Regions from separate parts of the Rattus norvegicus genome. Here region 1 is linked to region 2. The links are chromatin contacts, called in public Hi-C maps. All regions are on one chromosome and are shown on one strand. The core of a region is the stretch at or near the end of the contact, and the rest is flanking DNA. Distances in the headings are between cores, read along the strand shown.

The links. A called contact is a pair of places that touch in the nucleus more often than the background predicts.
Region 1: a Hi-C map of the A7r5 cell line shows a contact between it and region 2, with 1.8 times the contacts expected there. The contact joins the promoter of Bnip3l here to the enhancer-like site in region 2.

Annotation. Positions count from the first base shown.
Region 1 is chr15:45,371,565-45,374,962 of GRCr8, reverse strand. It overlaps Bnip3l (BCL2 interacting protein 3 like), which reads left to right and starts at 1,750. Exons shown (of 6, transcript NM_080888.2): 1 at 1,750-1,852. The coding sequence starts at 1,756.
Region 2 is chr15:45,337,915-45,340,984 of GRCr8, reverse strand. No RefSeq gene overlaps it. Among named protein-coding and RNA genes, the nearest start is that of Bnip3l, 34 kb to the left of the region's middle. Within about 2 kb of position 1,359, at least 12 of the 93 cell types and tissues checked have an H3K27ac peak or open chromatin away from gene starts, as enhancers often do. A contact at or near this core is called in the A7r5 cell line, where this site is marked.

The DNA of each region.
Region 1 (3,398 bases), core at 501-3,000, 34 kb before region 2:
TCTTCTAAGGTGTTTGCCTAATTCAAAGTGACAAAGACTTATTGTTAATACTTTTCAGGTTTTACATTTAGGTCTATGACCCATTTGAGATGTTATATGTTTCCTTGGCTCAGGAGGCTGAGGAAAAATTGTCAAGAGCTAGAGACCAGACTGTACTATGTAGTGAGTTGAAGACCAGCATGGGTTACAAAGTGAGACCCTGCCTCAAAAAGGCCAGGAAATGAATAGATAATAGATATGTATTGTTGGGTCAGTTGGCTACAAAGTTGGGAAGAATCAAAGACGGAATTTACAATATGAAAAGTTAATTCCAGGAGAATTAAGGAAGAATCCACATGTACAATTAACCCTAAGAGAGAATTAGTTATACAATAAATTCATAATCTTTAAAAAATATAACGACTGGTGCAGGAGTGGTGGCTGAGCAGTTAAGAGCCTGTGCTGCTCTTGTAGAGGACCTGATTTTCAGAACCCAAGTCAGATGGCTCATAATTTCCAGGAAGTCCAGTATCAGAGCTATCTGATATTTCTGGCCTCAGAAGGCCCTTGGACACCAGCACACACATGCACAGAAATAAAAGTTAAAATTATAAATCTCAAATCATTGTGTGTGCATGTATTTATGATTTATAGGGGGCAAGTGCATGCCAAGGTGCATTTGTGGAGGTCAGAAGGCAACTTTGTTAGCTCTCGGTATACCATGAGTTCTGGGGAATGAACGAACTCAGTCTCTAGATTTACTTAACAAGCACCTTTACCGGCAGAACTATCTCACTGGCTAGTCCTAGATTTAATATTTTGGTGTGTGGGTATCTCAGACCATATTTTTTAAAAAGACAATTACATGAAAATTCAACATCTACAGATTGAAACAAAGTTAAAAGAAAAACATTCTCTGTACGAAAATCAGGTGGAGAAAACTTGACAAAGATACAATGTAGGAGTATTTAGGAATTAAGTAACAGAGTCAGCAACGTACAGGAGGTAGGGCATTAACAGAGACAGGTAACAACCAGGGTTTGGGTAAATCTGTGTGGGTTATTTTTTCCCCTTTTAATTTGTTTTTTAAGGCAAGGGCTCACAGGATAACAGGGAACTAGGGATCCTCCTGCTTCAGTCTCTGGAAGGGCTGAGATGACAGGTATGCACCACGCCCAGCCATTGATTTTTTTTTTAACAGTGATTGCGTGTTACTTTTGTAATTAAAATATTAGAAATTCCAACAATGTGATTAGCTCCAAGGTACCTCACACGGTATCCTGTGGGAGGCACAAATGGATGTTTCACCAGGGGAGGAACTGGGGTTTTCTGCTTCTTTAAAGCCTGGGGTGAGTCCTTACGTGGATGTTGCAGGCGTGGGAGGGGTTCCATTCACGCCCGGAGCTTCCGGGCTGCACACTCCTTCCCATTCTCAATCCAGTGTCAACTTCCTAGCTCAGCCCTTCCGGCTATTGCGACTGACTCGCAGGAATTCGTTCCTGGCGCCCGAGTCAGCGCGACTTCCGCACCCGCAAGTCCGGAGGAGCTGGCGAATGCCCCGCCTCAACTCGGCCTGGTCACGCCCCCTCACCCCCGCTCAGACCCTATAGTCCGGCTGCCTGTGTTGTCATCACGTGGCCCGGGAAGGTTCTGACGTCACGCTGGGAGGGAGTGCGCAGGCGCAGAAAAGGGGGCGGGGGGACTCGACTTGTTGTGTTGCTGCCCGAGAGCCGGATACTGTCGTCCTGCGGCCGTGCCGCTTCCAGCCTCCCGACCATGTCTCACTTAGTCGAGCCGCCGCCGCCCCTGCACAACAACAACAACAACTGCGAGGAAGGGGAGCAGTCCCTGCCGCCGCCCGCTGGCCTCAACAGTGAGCACGGGGCCGCCGGGCTCAGCGGAGGGATGGGGGAGGAGCCGCTGCCGCCGTGCGGTGGGGGGAAAAGGGGGGCGGGAGCAGACGGCAGCTCATTGGTTTGGGTCGAGGTTGCGGCATGTGAGTGACAGCGACGCCCTCCGGTCAGGAGCAGGCGCTCGGGGCTGGCTCTTGGCCTGCGCTCTGGGCACAGAGGTTTAGGGTCGCGGTGGGCGTCTGGAGCCGGCGGCGCACGCAGCTGTGGGCGGCAAGCTGGAGCTGGCCAGCCGAGGGGGGCATGGGACGTGCGGCGGGGACACCCGGAGATGGATGCGACTGGCCGGGCGTGGCGGGTGGACGTGCCGCCCCGCAGGTGTGCGTGCTGGGCTTGCCTCCTACCGCACTCCAGTCCAGGGGTCATCGGAGTTTCTTTCAGGGTGCTTGCTCCGCCTCTGACATTTACCTTTTTCTTTTCTTTCTTTCTTTTTCTTTTTTTTTTTTTTGTCTGAAAAATTCCCAAGTTCCTCATGTGAGTTTTTTGTTGCTGTTAACCTTGAACTCATATTTTACTGCTTTTTCTTTTTTTGTCTTATGTAGCCCAGGCAGGGCTTGCACTTGTGTTGCTGAGTCTGACCTGATCCTACCTGCTTTCCACTTTGCCAAGTTCTGGGGTGACAGGCGGCTAACATACTAGTGTCTTTAAACGTGCTGTTTCTTATGTTAAATGGATTGAGTGTCCAGCACATGCCCTGAGATCACATCCCTTTCGACCAAATCTGCAGTGGACTTCAGAAAATACAGTAAATAGCACAACAGACACAGGGCACAGGTATTGGCAATTGAAAGTTGATGGTAAGGATAGAGTTGCAGTCAAACAGACATCTTGTCCCCAGAGTGTCCACTGTTGTGAGATCACCCTGCCTTCTTGCCCAATCTTTCTGTTTGGATTTCATATCTTAATGAAAGAGGTAGTGGGTGGTGGTAGTCGACACAGGGCCAGATAAAGTTCTTTAAAAGCCATTTGCATGCTTAAAGGTCAGGCAGTGTCTTTCATAAGAGGGGTTGCTTCCAGGGTGGCCAAAAACGACTTAGTGAAGACCTGTTACTGAGCCTAGAGGATGGCTGCAAGAGCATTTGGTATTGTAACCGGGTGTGGTGGCTCTTGGCCGCCATTCCAGCTCTAGGGAAGTGGAGTAAGCCTGGGCCCCAGAGACAGACTGTGTCAGAAAATAACAAAACCAAAAAAATAAGTAACAATTCGGGTATTTTAAGTAACAATTTGGGTATTTTAAGACACATTGCCCCTGCCCCATATTTTGATAAGCACTATTTGATAACTTCTCTAAATGGTGGCTTTCACAAAGATTTAGTCAATTGTGTCCTTAAATTTCACTCATGTCACGTAATTCAGAATTTTAAGTTTTAGAAACGAGAGAAAGAAATAACATGTTCTGAGTCCCTCTGGTGCTTTCAGAAGCCTTCTCTTGGACTCAGCACGCTTCTGAATGTGTGTCTTCTGTCTGGTCCGTTCTGAGGTTCAGCGTCTTCGTACTACTTAGATGTC
Region 2 (3,070 bases), core at 110-2,609:
TAGGTTAAGCAAGCCACTGGGCCAACCAAGACTGCATCCCTGTGATGCCTAGAAGAGAGGAAAGTCATTCTGTAGGGAGGTGTGTGGATGGGAAGGGAGCTCGAGGCCGATGGAGAACCCAACCACCTCATTGCAGGAACTGCACTGGTTAGGGATGTCCCTGTGAGCTTGGAGATGTAACACAGTGATAGAACTTGCTTGGTGTGCAGGAGACAAGGGCTCTATCCTGAGCACCGGGGGTGGGGTAATGTTGGTTTTTTTCCCCAATTACAGAACCTGTTTGCAGAAGAACTGTGCTTGAAGTTCAAAAGGAAGGAAGCCTCCTGTTTCTGTCCTTTCCCAACTACTGTCTAGCTTATTTATATCACTTGGGGTGGATTTTCCCACAGTGACCCATTCTCCAGTGCCAGCTGGTCAACATGTGACTGAAATCAGCTCAATACTACACCGAGTTGACACAGATCCCAGCAGTCTGCCCCCAGCTTCAAAGCTCAGTGTCAGCTTCTGACTGACTGACTGTAATCAGAGGTTCCCAGAGATGACTCCACTCCCCCCCATGGCCTGAGCATGCAAAGCACACACTATTGAGGTATGTTCCCAGCCCCAGATGCCCATTTATTTTAAAGGCTGCATCACCAGGCCTGATGGCAAGGCCTGTCATCCCAGGTACTTTGGAGGCTGAAGCAGGAAGATCACAAGTTCAAGGGCACTCTGAACTGTAGAACGAGTTCAAGGCCAGCCTGGAAAACGTATACCTTATTTCAAAGTGAAAGAATGGTGGGGTGGTGAGACAGCTTAGACAGTGGTTCTCAACCTGTGGGTTGTGACCGCATTGAAGTTGCATATCAGATATCCTGCATCTCAAATATTTACATTATTATTCATTATAGTAGCAAAATTACAGTTGTGAAAGCAACAAAATAATTTTATGGTTGTGGGTCACCACAACACTGAGGAGCTGTATTAAAGGATGGCCATGTTAGGAAGGTGGAGAACCACTGGCTTAGCACAAAAGATACCTGCTGGCCAACCTGAGTTTGGTCCATAAATTTGAAGGAGAGAACCAACTCCCACAAGTTGTCTTCTGACTGCCACTAGCGTGTTTGTTCACACCCAGTGGGAAGTTACTTTTCAAAAGCTCCGGACATTGCCAGTCCAGCCACAGGGTGATCCCTCAGCATTTAAGGGCCGTGGCACTGCCGCTCTGGAGTTCCTGCCAGCACCCCATGTGCTCATCTGAAGGCTGAACCCTTCCTTTGGGGAGACTCATTCCCTGATCATGAGTCACTAGCTTCTTGGCCCCTGGAAAGTTGACTCAGCCTGCCTACCTCTACCATCCCAGTCGCGGGTTGGGGTGGACCTTCCAGTCTTCCCAGGACCCAGCTCCATACTTCAGGAGTCACTCATTAGCATACTCTGGGGTTCAGAGGGCTTATTATGAATAATTTAGGGAATTCCAAGCATCTTACGAGCTCTGCACTGGGAATGGGGTGATATATGTGTCATTATAAATCACAGTATCACAAAGTGGTTCCTCAAGGTTCCTGAGGCAGGAAAGAAAATAGCAGCTGTCACTGTGAAGCTTACCTCTGGGCTCCATACTTGGCCTCCATACTCCATACTCTGCTGCCCCGTACTTGGCCTGAGCTCTGCATTCTGTCCCTGTGCAAACATACTTTTACCCTCCTGAGGTGTGGAGGGGGCTCTGGCATCCACACTTAGAGCCCTCTGGACTCCTACTTCTCTCGGACTTGGCAGGTTGGCTGGGATAGAGACACTTAGGCTGGGTATAAGAAGGCGATGGCTCCTCTGCAGTAGAGTGGCTGGAGACCCATACGAGTAATGCGTGATGTGCTTTCTCAGTGCATCTACTGACACCATGGGTAGCGTTCATATTCGTGTGGTCGTTGGGCAGGAGTCTGTCTGTCTGTCTCAGTCTTCCTGTTGTCGTCATCATTGTTGTCGCCCCCTCCCCCACTTCTTTGAGACAAGGATTCATGTACCTCAGCAGGCTGGGAACTCGCATCCTCTTCCCTCAGCCTCCCAAGTGCTAGAACTAAAGGTACACACCACTTTCTTTCCTCTCCTCCCTCTCCTCCGCCTTGTTTTAGTTTTTTGGGACAGTGTCTCACTAACTATATAGCTCAGACTAGCCTGGAACTTATAGTCCTCCTGCCTCAGCTTCCTGTGTGTTGGGATCATCTAGCATGCCCATGATGACTTTCTTAAGAAAATAGCCATTTGGCCCAGTAACAGTGACACACCCCTTTAGTCCAGCACTCAGGAGTCAGAGGCAGGTAAATCTCTGGTTCTAGGCCAGCCTGGTCTACAGAGTGAGATCCAGGACAGCCAGAGCTACACAGAGAAACCCTGTTTAGAAAAACAAAAGCAAAGAAGAAGCTATCTGTCATTATACCAAGTTAAATACATAAGGGCAGAGTGGTGACTGATGGGAATGTTCTGGTAAATGACTGGTAGTCTGCCTCTTCTGTCAGGGTTGTGTGATGTGAAAAGCTTACACTAGGTAGGCAAGCTCACCCACTGTCCCCTCAGCACTGAGGTAGCTGAAGAGGGAGGATCTGGGCTTGGATCTGTCTGGGCTATACAGTGAGACCTCCGATGACGCTCAAGATTCAACCGGCAGAGTCAGCAGACCAGCAGCTGGTGGTGCCATTTCTGCTTCAGGGTGGCCTGACAGGCCGTGAGTGGTCCTCACGTGTCTCTGAGGAAGGAATTCCTCAGCCATACCTCCTCAGCTTGTGGTTTGTTTACTCACCCAGGGATGGCAGGGCCTGGCCTCTCCTGGTACTGCAGCTGAGGCAAAGGTGACAAACCCAAGTAGGGGAGGGAGTGTCTGGTTTCCCCAGGTCTCCTCCCTGACAGCAGCCTGGTGTAGGAGCCTGGCCTCAGGAGGACAGGCATAGCTCTGTCGAGGTTGTACCCAGGTGTGGGTTCACTCCTTCATTCACTCAGTTTAGACCACTAATTTTACACAATATTATTATTATTATTAATTAAATGCCTAATGTGTCAGGCACTGCCGTATGCACTGGGCTGTAATCTCTAAAAA